Regions from separate parts of the Oryza sativa genome. Here region 2 is linked to region 1. A link is a contact called in public HiCAR-type data. All regions are on one chromosome and are shown on one strand. The core of a region is the stretch at or near the end of the contact, and the rest is flanking DNA. Distances in the headings are between cores, read along the strand shown.

Region 1 (5,294 bases), core at 943-3,442:
GATATTGTACTTCAAGAGTATAAAACTGCTGACAAAATTATATTCTTTGGATGCTCAGAACATGATCAAGATCTTATTTTCCTTGACACAAATCAATAATAATAATACTAATAATAATACAAAGAAACACTCTCATTTGGGGAAAAAAAAGAGAGAAAAATTAAGTACTAGTACTACTATTTCTCATCTCTATTGACCTAGGAAGAAAGCTTCTGCTCTTCTTCCCTCCTCTGTTCTTTCATGGCAACAGCTAAAGAACAGAGGGTGGTCACCATGAACTGCTTCTCTAGTGTTCATCAGCTATGTGAGGATCGGATCGGGTTGGATTGGATTGGATTGGATTGGGTTGAGTTTGGTCACCATTGATCTGGTTCTGTTCATAATCTCATGCGAAGAAGCTGGTGATATCAATGGTGAATCCGGGGTCGAACTCGAAGGCGTCGAGGGCGGAGAGGTCGGCGTCGACCATGGCGGTGGCGGGCGCCGGCTGCGCGGTCGCCGTCGTCGTCGTCGCGGCGACGAGCGCGGACACCACCTCCTGGAGCTCGGCGTCCCGCCACGCCTCATCGCCGCCGCCGGCCGCCGCCTGGTGGAACGGCGCGGCGGCCATCGAGTCGGAGGTCGCCGGCGAGGCCGCCGACGACGCGGCGGCGGCGAGGCGGTTCTCCGGCGTCGACGGCGCGGAGAACGGGTTGTGCTGATCCGGCGGCGCCAGGCCGCTCACCGGCGACGACAGGCAGAACGGCGGCATGGCGTTCCAGCCGCCGCCGCCCTGCTGTTGCTGCGGCGGCGCCGTCAGCCCCTCGATCTTCACCGTCAGGCCGGAGCTCAGGTCGTGGAGGCGGCTCTCGGCGGCGGCGTTCGTGTCCGTCTCCGTCTCCGGCTTGCCGGCGCCGGCGGCCACCGCCTTGTGGACGCACGTGTGCTCGCCGTGGTAGATCACGTCGAACACCGTCGCGTCCTCGTCGGTGCGCTGCACCTGCTTCGTCGCCATGCATCCCTGCGAGTGGCGGTGGGTGCAACGGTAGTAACCCCTGAAAAAAAATGTTTTTAGAAACCTTGCAATCGATCAAAGATTCTTAAAATTCTTCAGAAAAGTTTGTGTGATTTCGAAAACAATCAAACTAATTGGCAGGATTATTTGACAACACATCCAATTAGATGCATGCAAACAAACAGGTGGTCCTATGATCCTATCTGAATTTCTGACAGGTGGAGTCCAAGCATTTGAGAACAGAGGAAAGGCTGCAGCTGCTTTCACCATGATAAAGAAAAGACAGCCACAAACAACCAAACCAAGCAGGAAAGCAAAGCAGATATATCTTTGATGATGCCACAGCACAAAGCTTATGAAAAACGCATGTGCAGATTAGGCTATGAAAAAGGTGGAAACAAACACCTTTTTTGTACTGAAATATTGGGGGGAAAAAGTAGAGGGAAATCAGAAAAATACCAACCTTGGGTGCTTGGCTCCAAGAATCTCTTTCTGCCCATACTTTCTCCAGCTATGGCCATCATCTACCGGTGGATTCTCCACCCCTCCCGTCGAGCTCACCCTAATCTGATGCCTCTTCTTCTCCGTCGACGTCTTCCTGCAAAAATCAATCAAAAAAATTCGAAACAAACAAAAAATTAAACTCAATCAATCATTCCCCCAAAAATTCAGCTAAAAATGAACATGAACAATTAATCTTTGTATATATTCACCTCTTCTTGGTGGCCTTGAAAGGCAAGTCGGAGACGTCGCTGAGGGGGCTGGGAGTCGCCGAGTCGAGGTCACCGGCGGCGACAGCGGCGGCGGAGCGCTTGCGGTGGCCGTCGAAGTGGCCGGACCTGATCATGCCGATGGAGCGCTCGGTGACGGAGAAGATCTGCGAGGCCAGGTGCTTGCAGAGGTCGGGGGAGCCGGAGCCACCCAGGTGTCCCTCCAGCTGCCTCACGAGCTCCTTGATGTGGCTCAGCTCCGTCACCACCAGCCGCCCTCCTCCATTGCCCTCCATGCTCTCCATCACCCCTCAACCCTTGATCGATCTCTTCCTGCTCTCACCAACCTAGATAAATTGCTAGCTAGCTAGCTCGATCTTGCAGGTTGCAGCTAAGCTCGCTTCGCGGTACAAGAATGGCAAGAACGACCAAGAAGAGTGATCAAGAATTGGGTAAAAAGATCGAGATGGCGAGAGTGCATGTGGAGTGAGGCGCAGCTGCGAGGGGAGCTCGAGCTTATAAAGAGGAGGGGAGGAGGGGATCGAGAGGTAGAAGAAGAAGAAGAAGAAGAAGAAGAAGAAGAAGGGGATTGGAGAGGTGAAGAAGAAGCGCGTTGGTGGTGAGTGGGGGAGAAGAGGATTTTGACCGGTGAGAGAACTAGATGGCGACGGCGAGAGGGGGTTCTTTGGATTTGATTGGCCAACGCCATGTCGGATCGATCGGGCTAAGCTACATTAGCTTAGCTAGTGGACAGTGTTGGGGTGATGCAATGATCCATTAAACAAATTTTAGATTAGTGGAGGGTTGTACCCAAAAGCGTCAGCTTGGACACTTTGGTTTGGAACAACATCAAATAAAAAAAAAACTAGATTTGAAGGGAGATTTGTACCTCTAAATATGTTTTAAAAAGAAAATGTAAGTGTATTGGGGATTGAACATGCGATCTCGATGTTAAAACCACACACCTCTTGCAACTGCACTATCAAGTGCAAATCAAATGTGTATATATATATATATATGTTGGTGGAAATACTTTTGTCTGTTCTACTTTATTTCTGGATGTTTCGGAGATGGTTTGTAATTAAAATGTCAGCTACAAAGTAACCATGGATTAAATTATGTGGAAGATAGTTTTGTATTAGCACATATGTTTGTGAGCTTGAACCTATGCACAAAATGACATTGGTTGTCCGTAAATTATTTGTCATTGTTTTATATATTTTTCAGGTAAAAATTTGATATATGCTGCATAGATACCACAATCAACTCGATAATGTAATGGCCCCATCGTTTGGCTTTTCTTTTAATAAGCCAAAACGGCTTATTAGAGAATAAAAATAAATTTGTAGGTAAAACTTTTATATATATATTCTCGGTGACTTAAAAGCCAATGCTGAAAAAGAAACTACGTTGAAAATACCTCAAAATAAATATCAAAATTAAGTTTGAAAATTCAAATTTTGGCTTTTTCTTTGGCTGAATAGGCTATTCGATAGGAGCCTAAATTATTGTTTTATATATTTTTCAGGTGAAAATTTGATATATGCTGCATAGATACCACAATCAACTCGATAATGTAAATTAAGTGTGGAGGAGGACTAAAGTCCAAAATAGCTAAACTAAGGCTAGTTAATTTACTTGGGCGAGAAGTTCACTGATGATATTATACGATTCTACGTGGACACGTACACACAGCCCTTTGCCACTACTCAAATCTCTTGTCTTTGTTTTTTTGTTTTTTGGTGGCATCACATCTAAAAGAAAAAGGTTATTCGATATACAAACGACGAACGCTAAAAGCCTATATATGTGACATATTGCGACGCTGTCCAGTTCATATTGGGAATATTTTCATGCTGTTTCAGTTAGACATACATCTCTTTCAAGTGCTCTGGTCGGTATATGTGCTACTGGCTCGTTTTTTTTTTCTTAAAGAAAATGCTAGTAGCTTTGTTAGTTGCATGGTGCTTTTTTTTGGGTTGTTTCTCTAAGACCTTCAGTTGCTATCATTTCACTCTGTTTCACACTGAAAGTACTGCGTCCATTCATTCATTGTCCGTATGAAAATCAGTGGAGGCTTTTTTTTCCTCATTTCTTGTCTCTTTTACACTTACTGTGCCTAGTGTTTATTCCAAATTAAGGGCAGGTAAATTGTACCTTTTGAAAATGAAGAGGATCTTATTGAAGTTATGTATACGTATGGCATCTGGAATGTACACCTGGCCGGCCGCCTGATGTTGCTGTATCATGAGCACGAAGGCTAATGTCATTCAGATAGTGATGCTTAAAAGAATTGATATTGAAACGTAGGGTAGTATATATGATAGAAACGCATGTGCACTACTAATTATAATTAAGTAGTACCTTTTGGAAATGTACTAATATATGATCAGTTCATTGTTGATTTGTTGATTAGAGCGGAAAGAAAAAGGAAATTTATTGATACCCAAAATATTTTTGTTGTATATATATATATATATATATATATATATATATATATATATATATATATATATATATATATATATATATATATATATATATATATATATATATATATATATATATATATATATATATATATATATATATATATATATATATATATATGGTACGCGTGGAATTAAAACAATGAACGAATTATTTCTGCATAAGCTAGAAATAACCATGAAAGCAAAGCAGCACAACATATCACTAATGTAAAACTAACCCGGTTTAAAACATGGGAATTTTTACAAAAACTTCACACGATTTTTCCAAATATCCTTTTTTCTGATATGGGCAAATATTACTACAAAATTTCAAATGTGTGCGCGCCAAATCCTAGTACTCTCTATAGACGAGTCAAACACATTCAAATAACACTTATTTACAAGTAACCATGCGTACTAAATTAAGGCTCGTCGACAAGTAAATTAAACTCAACCTGATATGGGGATTTTTAAGGATGCCGACTGCTGGTCCATAATCTTCTATCGATGTTGACTAGTTCAATTCTGCCCTTTGCATGATCGAAAAGGAAATCATGAACCTGCAGCTGCTGCTCATGCATGCATACTAGCTAATTATTGATCCAATGGATGATGTACAATATTTTTCTAAAAACAGATTTAACTAACTGCACCAAGAAGCAGATCGAGATAGTATAATCAGAGCTGTCGTTTAGCCACACAGGTATCATTTCCATATGATAATGAATAGTATATCTCATCAGCAGCCATGTTGCTGATAATATACAGTGATTTTTATATGCTTGCAAGTGGCCATGCCATGTTCATATTTAATTATTTCAACCATCATTTGCTTGCGCCGTTATTAGTCCCAATCTGGTCTGTTGACAGAAAATATTACCACCCTCAGGATTAGCTCGCTAGTCATGGTAGTGATTGAGCTTTCAAGCTCGTTAAATTTCCTCAGTATTTCGTTTTTCATTACAAGGAAAACACTGTGTTCTTGTAGTAGAATCAATCACTATCTTTGCTGCATGTTTGACGGGATCGATGAGACTAGACTGTTACTATCAGTACTCTGGGACAATCTTTGAAACAAAACAAATGTTAATTGCCTATATGCAACCAGTCGATATTGAC
Region 2 (5,226 bases), core at 2,143-4,642, 640 kb before region 1:
TGAGCTAATCCATAAATGTGAAAAGATCAATATACAAGGCAGTTCAAAAAATCTGATGTCGATCCAACATGTAAAACGATGAATTTTATTGGTTTCAGTTTTCTAGAGGATAAAAACATCAGCATGGATTACTGGTGTAATAAAGGGGTCAGACATGTGAAGTTATTTAAGTACCTGGAGAAGGTTTAAGATCCAGTACCAACTGGAGCAAGTAGCTGTGTAGTTCTGCAAAAATGAAAAAACAACATTAAAGTGTTACTGTTGAATAAATTAGTGCTAATGTCAGTTTTATGCTTGTCTTTTTTTTATTTCACAAAAAAAGTAAGGCTTTCCCTAGTGGTTTAACAAAATAGCAACATGGTGGAATTAATTGTATATATTGATTTGACGACCCATATTATTTATGGATTATGATAATCCTAAAAGGATGCTCTTTCACCTCACACCTTTATTGTGACATTACATGAATAGATAGATAAATGATCATGACATCATTATGCTGCAAACACAGAATATAAAGAATGCTTGGCCAGAAAGGGTAAAAAGAAGCAGAGAAAATATTAGGATTTAGGAGTAACTTGAAATATGTGCAAATTTGCAGGTGAACACTTGGTGAGAAACTGAAAAACTAGATGAAGTTGACACTGATTACTATCTTTGTGTGCAGCTTTGTGTTAAAACAATCACCTTTGTGACCTGAAGAACAAGGAATGCCATCCACACAAATGCAAGAAGGCCAAACTCCTTCCAGTAAATGTTCTTCATAAGTGATGCCTGAAATGAAATATTGGAGAAATTCAAACTTAAATTCTTTATGATTATGGTTCCAAGAATGCAGGGGATCATGTGTATCAACATCAGATTTTAATTTACCGCTTCATCTGATGGCCTTTTTGCATCAGCTACAGCGCCTGGTCCAGTAGGAAGTGGTGCATATTCTGGTTCTTCACCTGAAAGGTTGGAAAATATAAGCAACAGACTTTGCATTTTGTGACAGACGAGCAGCACTATGATTTCGAGCTCTCTTACTGGTTTGCTCCAATCGTTTTGCAGCCTCCTGGAAGAAATGGAAATAGTCCCATTAGTACACCAGAAATGAAATAAAAGCCGGGAAAATTGAGAGTCATTGTTTACAAAGATGGCAAGTCAATCGAAAAAAATCAATTACCCTTTTGATTATTGTCTCTTTCTTCCATGTCTCAACACCCTTCAGAAAAGCTTTAGTTGATGTGCCTGTGGTTTAGTACGGAGATGCAAACTGAGGTTATCAGTGAGGAACTAGATGTGCAATGGTAGACGCATTGGAATGAATTGAGTACCTAGGAAAAGGATAATAAGGAGAACTGTGACCAGCCAGTCAGGGAATAAAACATTGAAAATAACACCAATGCTGATCCCAAGCATTAGCATAGGCTGGATCAGCAGGGCTAGGTCATAGTCAATCACTGGCATGTCCAACGTAGGATGTTTAAGCTTGAGATTGTAGTAGACAGTTGAGACAGCTGCACCCATGATCATACCTGTCCCGAAGAGTATAATGTCTCATTAAAATTAGCAATTACAATATGTAGTAGTGAGAAAGCAGGTCAAAAACCAGATTTTACTTGAATTGTACTGAACCAAGTAACAGTACAAAGTAAAAAATCCCAAAGAAAAATTATCTATACCCCAAAATGGAGAAGCACCTTTCATCCACAATACAGAGAAGCTAACCAGAAAGTTATTATTTTAATATATAAAGAAAAGTAGAAAATAAATCCAAGAAATGAAGTCACAGAACTGCATATACACTTTTAGTCCCTTTAGACGTTCATGGATATTCCGTATTTTAGATTTGCATATCAATACTTCAAAGTGCAATTGCTGCACAACCTTTTCATCTTTGTATATTCCCTATTTATGGTTATAAATATACACTACTCGTACTTTGATATACAAGGGAAAATGAGGAATCCATGTACACATGAATCTAGGACTAGCAACCACCACAACAACCTGCCTAGTACAAAAACGGAGAAGGAAATAACACCAACTGCCACTGCTAGGACATATAATTAAGCATCCCAATTTTTCAGTCTTTCACTTTGCAAAGGCATAAACAGACCAAAAAGTGGACAAACAAGATACCGTAAAAAATGCAGACTAAGGTACACGTGAATCACCAAAAAACAAGCTTAAGAAATCAATTTGTTGGGACAATACGAACTGTTTCCTTTCAGATTTCAGAGCATAAACAGGTGCACACAAGAGAGTGGTGTTAGATCCTCACATTTTGATATTGCAGTAGATGACTTTGGATCAAACCCAATGATCAAAGTCAGCATTGGCACAAAGATCCCACCACCTCCAACGCCGCCCACACTCCCGAATGCCGCGCCGAAGAATCCGATCAGTGATCCCAGCACTATTTGCCATCCTAATTCCATTTCCTATAGACAACACTAATATATCACCAAATTGACACAATATGTCCGAAAACATTAAAAACCAATTGCAAAAGTACACAATCACAAAAGGTACAATCTGAAGCTTAAACTACCTGAGAAGACTTAACCAATTGCAAAATAATTCAGTTTTAACATGCATGACTCAAGCTGAATCCCATTGTACCCACAAAACTCAGCAAACACATCCCAGTGAAACAAACATAAAGAAGTACTACTAAAAAGTATCCCATCCCCCTCAATTAACAAAACAGTTCATGAGTTCAAAGCAAAATAGTGAAGCAGAATCTGAATGCTAATTTACAAAAAAAAAAGCTCCAAGAAAAAGGTGTGGTCTGTCTGTATTTACCGGCCAAACGTGGTGGTACGAGTTGCCATCAGTCTGCCACAAGAAATTGGCCACCTTCCGAAGGATGCCCACTTCCTCCGGCGTCGCCGCCACCACCGCCGCCGCCGCCGCGGCGCCGCCGCCGGCGGCCGAGGTCACCGAGAAGGCTCTCCTATCGGCGGCCACGGCGGCGGCGGCCGCGCACGCGACGCCGAGCGCCGCAATGGCGTGCCACTGCCATGTCCTCCTCCCCATCCCTCTCCCTCTCCAATTCCGCACCGCCCTTCGCTCTCTGCTGCTCCAAAGACACAGAATTTTTGCAAGAAAAAAAAGATTCAGAGCTTGTCCCCTTTTCTTGCCGCAAGAGAGAGAACAAGAATTCAGAAATCACGGAATCAAAACGCTTTCTTTTTTTTTTCTTCTTCTCTCGCGGTTTCGGATTTGGGAGACGTACAAGGGCAGCGAGCGAGCGGGTTTCTTGGGAAATCTTGGCGTGCACAGGACGAGGAAAAACCGCGGAAGAAACCGGGGTAAGAGAGTCGATGAGACGCTCTCAGAACCGGATGAAATGCAAGAACAATGGCAGAAGAGAGATGAGAGAGAGAAGCAGATGAACGTGTGAAGGGAGGAGGCGATGAACTCGGTGCCAAATTTAGAGAGGGATGGCACTTTTCGCACATGGACACTGAACTCTCACGATATTGTGGAAGATGGCCCCGTTGAAATCTGCATTTGTTTTTTTATTGCTATTTGTTTCTTCTTCACACACAAAAATCTGCACAAGTTGCGGCCATGTAGTAGTATCATGTTTAGAATTTTTTGGGTCACACTCCGAATGATATTTCTTGGTAATTTTCAGAATATAAAAACTTGCTGCCTTAGATTGAATTTTAATATTTGTGCAAGTTGTATTTGGAAATTGGGAACTAGAATAATTGTAGCATTACCTTGCGGTTTATGACTTCATGAGAGGGGAAAAAAAATGAATCCTTGCTATATCTTTTCACTTCCAAGTTTCTGGATGAAAATGGATAGTACTCCGTATTTGTTATAATCACAAACTTTTTTAGACTTGCTGACTTGCTTAGATTGATTGATGCTTATTCTAGTTCTACTAGTACATATAAAAGCAAGCTTGTCTTGTCTTGACGTGGGAGTAGGACCTACTAAAAAGTTTAGGGATCTTTTAATTGGTAGAGTAAAGCTCAAAATGACGTGCTAGTAACTTCAGGAGAGACCTAAACAGATGCTTCTAAGTAAAGGCTACCTTGTGAAAAAAAATTGATTTTCTATTGTGCTAGTAATTAGTAAATAAATGGTTCATGTAGTAAAAGAACTGAACACTTTGGTACTCCCTCAGTCCCATTTTAAATGCAGTTGTAGGTTCATGTGTTCAATGTTTGACCGTCCGTCTTATTTAATTTTTTATGATTAGTATTTTTATTGTCATTAGATAATAAAATATGAATATTATTTTAAACGTAACTTATTTTTTAAAATTTTTTATAAATTTTTTAAATAAGACGGATGGTTAAACGTTGGATACGAAAATCTACGACTACACTTAAAATAACACGAATGGAGCAATGTAGATGTAGCCTGGTAGGTGAATGAAATATCTATAACCAGATCAAGCCCCAACCTTAATTCAGACTCCATAGAAACGGCGACAACTTTTTTAACTGAAAAAAATAGCATCACATGCGCCCATGTCAAACCCATATGGTTTTTAAAGTCATAAAAATAAACTAATTTTTTGAACTCAATTAACTAATTTTTAAAAGCACGTAAGTACAGGTAGTTCTACTACTGGAGAACTTGCAGTGTTCAATGAACAACACAGCGCTGGAAGTTGTACAACTGATTAAGAACAAACCGTGAAACTTGGAACGTTGCACGTCCATGCAGTTTGCTACAGTTAAACGACTAAAAAACAATAAGGAATTGACAAACATTTAAGAGCATGTATAACATTAATTAATAGCAGACTCTTAGGTTGTCTACTACATAAATTTGTTTATGTATATGAAACAGAAGAAATGATGGAGAAACATCGTTGTTGAGCTTAATATGAACTCTTAGCCTTTTATGAAGAAGATTTCGCTATATGGTGAATATAAAAAAGAAAAGAAAGATAATAAAATATCATTTTGACATATATGTGTGGTTGCAATTTTTATTGTCTCTATCTTTAACATACCCTAACAACTAAATCTGTGCCAAAAATAAATATATGGTGAACATATACATGCAGCCTGAGTATACAACACTAAGATATGCGCCTTAGGGCATCCACAATATAATGTGCATCTAAAGTGGGTAATAAGAAATAAAATACTATTACTACCAGGTTATATACATTGTGGGAGTAGTAAGTAACTAATACCAAGTAATATGCTTACTACTTCATAAGGAATGAACAAATGATTTCTCTCATCTTTCTCTCGTGGTTAA

The links. HiCAR-type assays count read pairs that join an accessible place to other places.
Region 2: a contact with region 1 is called in a HiCAR-type map of leaf, with 4 times the contacts expected there. The contact joins the promoter of LOC4346797 here to the promoter of LOC4346768 in region 1. A contact is called at or near these places in 1 of 15 Hi-C or Micro-C datasets (seedling) and 1 of 4 datasets of contacts at active chromatin or transcription factors (leaf).

The regions. Positions count from the first base shown.
Region 1 is chr9:14,459,287-14,464,580 of ASM3414082v1, reverse strand. LOC4346768 (transcription factor WRKY19-like) reads right to left here and starts at 2,192. Exons shown (of 3, transcript XM_015795764.3): 1 at 1,708-2,192; 2 at 1,458-1,592; 3 at 52-1,034. The coding sequence starts at 2,009. The coding sequence ends at 386.
Region 2 is chr9:15,100,031-15,105,256 of ASM3414082v1, reverse strand. LOC4346797 (sulfite exporter TauE/SafE family protein 3) reads right to left here and starts at 3,392. Exons shown (of 13, transcript XM_015757047.3): 1 at 3,227-3,392; 2 at 2,794-3,064; 3 at 2,270-2,429; 4 at 1,320-1,520; 5 at 1,169-1,233; 6 at 1,030-1,057; 7 at 874-950; 8 at 688-774; 9 at 175-225. The coding sequence starts at 3,027.